3 separate regions of the Sus scrofa genome follow, and regions 1 and 3 are each linked to region 2. Evidence: chromatin contacts called from public HiChIP or PLAC-seq and promoter capture Hi-C data. All regions are on one chromosome and are shown on one strand. The core of a region is the stretch at or near the end of the contact, and the rest is flanking DNA. Distances in the headings are between cores, read along the strand shown. Region 1 holds the start of ECH1 (enoyl-CoA hydratase 1). Region 2 holds the start of ZFP36 (zinc finger protein 36, C3H type, homolog (mouse)). Region 3 holds the start of FBXO17 (F-box only protein 17).

What was found. Promoter capture Hi-C pulls out the DNA fragments that hold promoters and counts their contacts. HiChIP or PLAC-seq counts read pairs in DNA pulled down with a chosen protein or histone mark.
Region 1: a contact with region 2 is called in a promoter capture Hi-C map of liver, with 2.3 times the contacts expected there. The contact joins the promoter of ECH1 here to the promoter of ZFP36 in region 2. A contact is called at or near these places in 1 of 5 promoter capture datasets (liver) and 1 of 47 Hi-C or Micro-C datasets (fibroblasts).
Region 3: a contact with region 2 is called in an H3K27ac HiChIP or PLAC-seq map of alveolar macrophages. The contact joins the promoter of FBXO17 here to the promoter of ZFP36 in region 2. A contact is called at or near these places in 1 of 47 Hi-C or Micro-C datasets (embryonic fibroblasts) and 1 of 2 datasets of contacts at active chromatin or transcription factors (alveolar macrophages).

Annotation. Positions count from the first base shown.
Region 1 is chr6:47,637,185-47,640,491 of Sscrofa11.1, reverse strand. It overlaps ECH1 (enoyl-CoA hydratase 1), which reads left to right and starts at 1,531. Exons shown (of 10, transcript NM_001044607.2): 1 at 1,531-1,577; 2 at 2,273-2,474; 3 at 2,608-2,696. The coding sequence starts at 1,538.
Region 2 is chr6:48,062,166-48,065,009 of Sscrofa11.1, reverse strand. It overlaps ZFP36 (zinc finger protein 36, C3H type, homolog (mouse)), which reads right to left and starts at 1,278. Exons shown (of 2, transcript NM_001168419.1): 1 at 1,224-1,278; 2 at 1-410. The coding sequence starts at 1,247.
Region 3 is chr6:47,757,816-47,760,959 of Sscrofa11.1, reverse strand. It overlaps FBXO17 (F-box only protein 17), which reads left to right and starts at 1,314. Exons shown (of 7, transcript XM_021094357.1): 1 at 1,314-1,466.

The DNA.
Region 1 (3,307 bases), core at 282-2,781, 420 kb after region 2:
TAGGGCCGCACCCACGGCATATGGAGTTTCCCAGGCTAGGGGTCTATTTGAAGCTGTTGCTGCCGGCCTATGCCAGAGCACAGCAACGCCAGATCCGAGCCACATCTGCAACCTACACCACAGCTCATTCCACATCCTTAACCCACTGAGCAAGGCCAGGGATCAAACCAGAAACTTCATGGTTCCTTGTCGGATTCGTTTCTGCTGCACCACAACGGAAACTCCCCAAAGTGATTTTAAAAGACCTTATATTTAGGAGTTCCAGGCTTGACGCAGTGGAAACAAGTCTGGCTAGGAACTATGAGGTTGCGAGTTCGGTCCCTGGCCTCACTCAGTGGATTAAGGATCCTGCATTGCCATGAGCTGTGGTATAGGTCGCAGAAGTGGCTTGGGGGGTTCCCGTTGTGGCTCAGTGGTTATCGAATCTGACTAGGAACCATGAGGTTGCGGGTTCCATCCCTGGCCTTGCTCAGTGGGTTAAGGGTCCAGTGTCGCCTTGAGCTGTGGTATAGGTTGCAGACGTGGCTTGGATCCCGCGTTGCTGTGGCTCTGGTGTAGGCCGGTGGCTACAGCTCAGACTAGGCCCCTAGCCTGGGAACCTCCACATGCTGTGGGAGTGGTCCTCAAAAGGCAAAAAGAAAAAAAAAAAAAGTGGCTTGGATCCAGCATTGCTGTGGCTGTAGTGTAGGCCAGCAGCTGTAGCTCCAATTCAACCCCTAGCCTGGGAACCTCCACATGCTGCAGGTGTGGCCCTAAAAGCAGTACCCCCCCAAAAAACCCTTATATTTATTAAGAACACGTACTTAATGGACTTCCCATGTGGCTTGCAGGATAACTACTTAGTGTTGCTTCTACAGTGGCTGTGGCTCGACCCCTGGCTCAGGAACTTACATTAAAAAAAAAAAAAAAAAAGAACATGTACTTACGAGCCACATAAATAGCCTCTTCAGCCCTCTTGAATCCCAGGGACCTTAATCTAGTGTCGTCTCCAGATCCAGGTTTCCGCTGTGTTCAAGGTAAAATAGTACAACCCCTACCCACCCCACCCCCGCCCCCGGCCCGCCCAGTGGTGTGGGAATTCGAATTATATAGTCAGCACTTAATGTTGGTCTATACTTTTACTGGATAATCTCAGTAGGAAATTTTTCTTTTTAGTTAATATGGTACAAGTGCATGGTTACAAACTGGCAGGGCTCCGATTATTCTGCCATTACGGACTTGGACACTCATCTCTCTCCAATTCGTTCACCATTACGAAAGAGCTGTGGTGGCCCCTGCACAGAATGTTCGGGGACAGTGAATTATCGCCTCAGGCCAGATTCCTATTGTGCCAAAGGTTCCCAGGGCGAGCCAAAGGCCGGCAAATTTAGAAGGCGATTTCCGGTTGCCCTTAGTAAAGATGGCGGGAATAGGGGTGTCACCGCTGTTTGGATGCGGCTTCGATGCCCTCGCTCAACATGGCGGCCCTTGTGCCCGCCCCCTTAACTTCCTCTCGTCGGGCTATTCCGGCGTTTCAGTCGCAATGACGGCAGTGGCAATGGCGTTTTTTCACAGAGTGCGCAGCTTGCTGACTCGGCGTGAGTCATCTCTTGACTTCTGGGGGTCTATTGAGCTGTCGTCCTGTCATGGCGACTGTAGAACGGAGAGGCCTGTCTGGGGTCAAGCAAGGTCCTCACGCCTTATTAAACTCAGGGGTCCATGTGCTCCTATGCAAAGGGCCCGTGTCCTACCGTGGGGTAGCTGTCAGCTCAGTGTCTCCAATCTAGTGTCAGTACCACCTTCGCGGGTTTGAAGTGGCCCTCAGACCGAGGCCACTGGTGAGTGCACCCTAATCTTAAAAGCCTGTGTCTTCCTGAACCAAGGCCTCTTAACAGGCCTGCGTTCCCCAATCTAATGTCACTGAGATGGATGTGTGCCCTCTGCTTTTGAAGGTGCTCTTCTCCCAATTTGGGGTCATAAAATGCTCTTCCTGGGAGTTCCCGTCCTGGCTCAGTGGTTAACAAATCTGACTAGGAACCATGAGGTTGCGGGTTCGATCCCTGCCCTTGCTCAGTGGGTTAACGATCCAGCATTGCTGTGAGCTGTGGTGTAGGTCGCAGACGCGGCTCAGATCCCGCCGCGTTGCTGTGGCTCTGGTGTAGGCCGGTGGCTACCGCTTTGATTCCACCCCTAGCCTAGGAACCTCCATATGCCGCGGGAGCCGCCCTAGAAATGGCAAAAAGACAAAAAAAAAAAAAAAAAAAAAAAAAATGCTCTTCCTTTGTCTCTCCAGGATTGACAGCCCCCACCAACCTCAGCCTTAGTCTTCACCCCATGAGCTCCTTTACACAAGAGGAGGCTTCCAAAGCTGCTCCCAGCGAAGCTCCAGGTCACAACTATGAGTCCCTTCAGGTGACAGCTGTCCAGAAACATGTGCTTCATGTGCAGCTAAACCGGCCAGAGAAGAGAAATGCCATGAACAGAGCCTTCTGGAGGTCTGGTCTGCAGGTCCTGAGAGGCCTGTCTGCAGGAGGAGGCAGGGGCTAAGGGACTGGGCAGGGGAGGACCTGAGAGCAGGGAACTCCCCCCGCCCCCCCAGACAGCCCTTGCCTCCTTCCCTTTCCGCAGAGAGATGGTGGTGTGCTTCAACAAGATCGCACAGGACCCTGACTGTCGTGCGGTGGTGATCTCTGGTGCAGGAAAAATGTTCACTTCAGGTACCACGTGCTCTCCATACCCACCCCTGCCACCCTCCCCTGCTCCTGGAGAGAGATCAAGGCTTCTTAATTAGGGTTTCAAGCAGCTTCTAACTTCAACTTTCAACATTTTCAAATACAGAAATTGACAGGTTCATGGGCTCTTAAATCTGGGTTTTCATTCTTTTTTTTTTTGAAGTATAGTTTATTTATTTATTATTATTATTATTTTTTTTTTTTTTGTCTTTTTGCTATTTCTTTGGGCCGCTCCCGCAGCATATGGAGGTTCCCAGGCTAGGGGACGAATCGGAGCTGTAGCTGCCGGCCTACGCCAGAGCCACAGCAACACAGGATCGGAGCCGAGTCTGCAACCTACACCACAGCTCACGGCAATGCCGGATCGTTAACCCACTGAGCAAGGGCAGGAACTGAACCCGCAACCTCATGGTTCCTAGTCGGATTCGTTAACCACTGCGCCACGACGGGAACTCCTGGGTTTTCATTCTTGAATCTCTGGCCTTAACCATTCAGTCTGTTTTTTTGTGTCAGTAAAGTGTCTTATAATAATAACATGCTTTTGGAGTTTCCGCTGTGGAGCGACGGGATTAGTGGCATTTCTGGAGTGCTGGGAC
Region 2 (2,844 bases), core at 29-2,528:
AGTTCCGTCTTGTACTTGGGGTGGCGGCTGGCCTGGCGCAGCTCGCCCAGGCCATGGGCAAACTGGCACTTGGCCCCATAGCGGCAGCGCCCGCTCTCTGAGAAAGTCCGACATAACTCAGTCTTGTAGCGGGAGGAGGTGGTGGGGGTCGAAGTTGGCGAGGTGGGTGAGGGCGACAGTTCAGGGCCTGGGCGGGGAGCCAAGGGTGCAAAGCCTGGGGGTGGGGGCACCCAGCCGCAGCTGCGACCTTCCACCAAGCTGGTGGAGCGACCAGGTAGGCGGGCAGCGACCCCAGCCGGGCTGGAATCGGATGAGTTGAGGCTCCACAGTCCCGCGGTGGCCCAGCCCGGGCTGGACTCAGTCTCTCCGTGGTCGGAGGATGGCAGGTCAGGGCTCAGCGACAGGAGGCTCTGTGGGAACAGGGATGGGTTAAGACACCGAAAATACAGGGTGACGCCCCGCCCCCAGCTGCAGAGCACCTAAAAGCTTGCCAGTCCGGTTTGTGGGTTCCTGGCTAGAACTCCACCCGCCCGCAGGAAAAAAATACGGGTTCCGGATCGCAAGAATCTCGATTCGGAGGTTCTGAGTTTATATTCGCGACTTAAGCTCATCCCGAGGGGCCCAGGAATCCCGGCTGCCCGGCAGGATCAAGTCAGGACACACACCGCTGTCTTCCAATTTTAAGCCTCTGGGCCTCTCGGGATCTGACTACACTCATCGGGTTCTCCAGTTTCACAAGTTGGAGACGCGAACAAAGTTAACCCAGGAGTGCGGACCTCTTGGGTTTTAGAGTTCCCAGAGTCGTCCTCTGGGTTAGGGAGTGGGGAAGCAGAAGTCGGCTTCCCCTCTCCGAGACTCTAGCCCCAGAAACGCCTCCGCGCAAAACCGCGCCCTCAGCAACTACTAGGGGTAAGCCAGGTGTGGGGCCATTTCCGCCTCCAGACAGCCCCAGCCTGAGAAAAGCCCTCCAGCTTTCCACTTCCGAAGGCCAGCCCACCCGTGTTTGGGCTGAGACCACAAAGTCACGGGCTCCATTTTCACCTCCAGAGGATCACACTGGTCTGAGAAGAGGCAGGATCCTCCCGGCCGGAGTGCGAAGCGCTAAAGAGCTTAGTTTGAGAAGGGAGCCAGAGTCCCGGGAGGGAGTTTGCGGCGCTAGAGGGTGAGACTTGAGAAAGGAGTCAGGCATGGGGACTCCGGGGTGCAAATCAGCGGGGGCTCACCTCGTAGATGGCGGTGAGATCCATGGCGGCGCAGAGGGCCGAAGGCTGAGGGGCCGGCCAAGAGTGGGAGCGCTGAAGTCAGGCTACAGCGGGGCCCGCACAGTGGCTGCATTTATTCAGCAGGAGGGGGCGTGGCCTCGAGAGGGGCGGGCCTGGGCGGGCGGGGCCAGGAGGGGCGCTTCCCGGACGCACCGCCCCAGCACAGCCCGCCCGGCCCAGGACCAGTCCCCTTCCGCCCGGCTGCGGGCCGGGACTTGCCTGATCCGGGTCCGCGGGCGATCGCGACCCCGCGGGGAGTGTGTGGGGTGAGGGGTGTCGGCCCAGTTTTCAAAGCTGGAGCCTGAGGCGCGGAGAAGGGAACTGGGACAGAGGTGGGGGCGGGGCAGGGCCCCTGGGGGAATTGACCGGGGCAGAGGCCAACGGACGGGGGCGGGGAGAGGCCCACTGAGTGCAAAAGACAGAAATGGAGGGAGGCAAAAAGACAAACACTGGGAGACAGACAGACACACACACACAGAGACGCACACAGAGGGGAGACGGGTACAGAGAGGGAGAGGGGGTAGAGAGAAGGAAGGTGGGGAGGCAGAGATAGAAAAGACGAGATATAGACGGTCCCAGACGGCAAATTCAGAGCAAGAAGTGGGGGGGGGGCACATAAAGAAACAGAGAAAAAGGGAGAAGGGAGGGGGGGAGAAATAAACATCCACAAACAGAAATTCTCAGGAGCAAGATGAAGAGACCAATAGGCCCGATGGAGAATTCTTTTGAGACCTGCCAGCCTGACATGGTCTCGCTCCCAAATTATCCAGGTCCCAAGACCTGTACCGCCCCACTCACGAGGGTAGGAGGAGCGCTGCCCCGACACCTGGCTGGAAAGGGGCCTCTTTCCCCAGTTCCAGGGCTTCTGTGACCTCTCACCCTCAAATATATAATGGCAATTCTAACCGCTACCTCTGGGTTAGGCATGAAAGTGCTTTACGTACATTAACTCAAGGAGGTATTATGCCCATTTTCTACACAAGGAAACCCAGGCACAGAGAGGCCAAGTTATTCTCCAATTAGTAAATGACAACAGCTTAATAACAGGGCCTTGAATTATGTTACGAGTTTGCACTCCGAGAAGCTCAAGATAGGAAAAGGTTGGAGATCTCTTGTTATGGTGGAGGGTTTTCTTGGTGGAAAGCCGTCTGGAGGTGGAAAAAGTGGGTCATCATCAGCTAATAGTCGGATGGGTCTCAAGAAAAAGGGACGTGCCTTGAGAGAACGCTAAATTTGCACAAATCACTCCCCCTATTGGCAAATTTTTTACTGTCAAGGGGTTGCCCTGCATGAAGCTCAAGATAAGGAGAAAAAACTAATTTTTAAAGGGGGTCTTGGTGAGCTGGCTGCCCTGAGTGAAAATAAGAGGGGTAGAAAGAAATCATTGCCACGCAGTTATCATGGTGGAAAGTTCATTCTTGCAGGCTGCCCCTGCAGACCGCGGGTTTGTATTGAGGTGGGGAGATTCTGCTAGGCACGCCGACTAGCTCGGCCGACAGAGCTCGGGGGAATCCCTGGTGCGGCGCCTTCTGGGGCCGAGGGGCCTTCCTGGCCGGTCCCGTGAGCTGGGAGTCTGCGGGCG
Region 3 (3,144 bases), core at 65-2,564, 300 kb after region 2:
CCATTTCTAGGGCTCACTCAACGCCGGATTGTTAACTCACTGAGCAAGGGCAGGGACCAAACCCGCAACCTCATGGTTCCTAGTCGAATTCGTTAACCGCTGGGCCACGACGGGAATTCCTCTGAGACTTTTTCAATGGAGGGGACCTGGGAACTCCAGCTTAAAACCCTTTCATGGGAGTTACCGTTGTGGCGCAGCGGGTTACGAAACCCAACTAGTATCCGTGAGGATGAGGGTTAGATCCCTGGCCCCGCTCAGTGGGATAAGGAGCCCAGAGCTGTGGTGTAGGTCACAGTTGCTGCACGAATCCCACGTTGTGGTGGCTGTGGTGTAGGCCGGCAGTTGCAGCTCCCATTCGACCCCCTAGCCTGGAAACTTCCATATGCCTCAGGTGCGGCCCTAAAATGAAAAAAAAACAAAAAACAAAAACAAAAAACAGCGACCTCCCTAAGCGAGTGACTTGTATGTACCTCGTGCATACCTACCTCTAGGGGTCGGAGAGGTCTCCATGGGGTAATGCAAATAGAGCATTTAGCACAGTGCCCGGGATGAGTCTGGGACTGGCAAGGATCCCCTAGGATGTGGGAGGACTGTGGACCAGAAGACTGGCTCCGGGTTGTCTAAAGTCAATCGGAAAAAAGATATGAGAGCTCAAGGGCAGAGGTCCAGGGAGAAATGTGTTGTGGCCCCATGCTTACTGTGAACCTGGCACTAATTCCCTAGTTTGCAATTTAGGGGCGGGGACAGATACCTAACGTAGGAGCGCCCAGGTTGGCCGCAGAGAACGTGTGGCAAAGAAGTTCAATTTAAGAACAAGCCTGAGGCACTCCCCTGGGGACACAATGTAAATTCGAGAGCATCCCTGAGGACAGAAACTTCTCTCCAAGTGTTTCACACTAGGTCCGAGGGCGGAGTCACAGCACCGCCCTTTACCAGCAGTGGACAGATGGTGGGAGAGAGGTTTTGAACGGCGGAGGCGGCTTGTAGGCCGGTGGCCGGAATAAGAAGGGAAGACGGGGGCCGGGGGGGGAACAGCTAGGACCCTTCCCACGGCGAGGGGCTCCCGGAGAGGCGGAATTCGCCTATCGGAGGTGCCTGCGGTGAGCGCCAGGGCACCCAGGTCTCAGATCGCGGGACGCCTGGGCAGGTAGCCCCGCGCTCCGAGACGTTGCCTGTTGGAGGTGCAGCCTCTCGGAAGAGCCCGCCCGCAGACCTCGGAGCGCGGGGCCCGGGTCGCCGCCCCGCCCGCCTCGCGGCAGCTGGGCCCTCCCCCCGGCGCCTGCGGCCGCCCAGACCCCGCCCCTCCCTCCGTCCGGCTGCGCAGCCGCCCACCGGATCTCGCCGCCGCCCTCCACCCACCCGGAGAGGGCCGACCCGGGCAGCGCCCCCCGACTGCCTCGCGGAGCAGAGTGCGGAAGGGGATCCTGGCCCGCCGCCGCCGCCGCCGCCTCCGAGCGGGCCGCCAGGTGAGCGCCGGGACAGGTGGGGACCCAGGTCGGAATCCGTGTTCTGGCCCCACTCGCGGCTGGAGCGTCCCGGGAAGGATTTCCGCCCCAGGCCCGGCCTGGACGGGCGTGTCCCGGGAGTCCTGTGCCCCAGCGCCCCTTCCCGGGCCCGCCCTCCCTCGCCCCTCCGAGCCCACAGTTACACAAACGCGTGTTTTCGCACAGCAGGGGCTTTGCCAAAACCGGTCCTCTAGAGCCCTCGCCTCTCCGCCCGGCTACTGGTCCGCCGAGGCCACCATGAAATAAATTCCCCTCCCCAAAGTAGTGGACCAACACGTGTTCACTGCAGCGGGTGAAAGGCCAGACCACTCCTAACCAATCCTGGCTTTTGTTTTCCTCTGCCTGGCGGAAAATTCTGTGCATCAGCTTTAGAGCACCGAGTCTTGGTTTAGCAACTTGGGCACCTTTGGTGTGTTTTCACTGCTCCACCGAATTTAAATTTTGTTCTAAGTTATCTTTTGCAGTGTTCAGGGATATCTGTTAACGCACCGTATCTTGTTCCTTCAATTTGAGACAGCAGCTGTCTACCCTCTATTTTGAAAGACCGTAATATCACTAGCCTATTTTTTAAATAAATAATAAAACATTTTTTAAAAAAGTCCCGGGAAAGCAAAAACAAAAGACAAATTAGAACAGAGCTTTGCATGCAACAGCAGTGCTTTAAGCCTTGCGCCCTCCCCCGCAGCCAATTAAAAATTTTTGTAAGTACATTGCTTTTCACAAATGGCACAGTAACTTGTGACCCGTAGTGCATGGTTTTAAATCCTTTTCAGCTTTTTGTTCCTCCGGTGGTTACTTCCAAATCTTTGAAGAGAGTTCTTCCATTGTTATTTCTTAGTTTATCAACTTTTAGACTGTCTGCTAATCCTTTGCTGAAAAATAGATGGACAGCTTTCATCATCTCCGTGGTTTCCCTCCTTCCTGTATAATCACAGCATTCCTTTTAGTTTCTTTATGGGTAGTTTTGTTACATAAAATATTTTTTATAAATTTTTATTTCTTGTTCCATTAAATATATAATCTGTTATATATCTAAAATCTGTTTTATATGCGTGTGTGTATATGTATATATATAAAAATCTGTTGACTCCTTCGTAAGGCCTGACTTTAAAGTTTATTTATTTATTTATTTATTTTTATTTTTTTAGGGCCGCACCTGGGGCACATAGAGGTTTCCAGGCTAGGGGTCCAATTAAAGCTACAACTGCCGGGAGTTCCCGTCGTGGCGCAGTGGTTAACGAATCCGACTAGGAACCATGAGGTTTCGGGTTCGATCCCTGCTCTTGCTCAGTGGGTTAAGGATCCGGCGTTGTCGTGAGCTGTGGTGTAGGCCGCAGATGCGGCTCGGATCCCGCGTTGCTGTGCCTCTGGTGTAGGCTGGCAGCTATAGCTCCGATTGGACCCCTAGCCTGGGAACCTCCATATGCCACGGGAGCGGCCCAAGAAATGGCAAAAAGACACAAAAAATAATAATAATAATAATAAATAAATAAATAAATAAGTAAATAAATAAGAAAAAAAAAAAAAAAAGAGCTACAACTGCCGGCCTACACTGCAGCCACATCAGATCTGAGCCACATCTGTGACCAACACCAGATCCTTAACCCACTGAGCAAGGCTAGGGATGGAACCCACAACC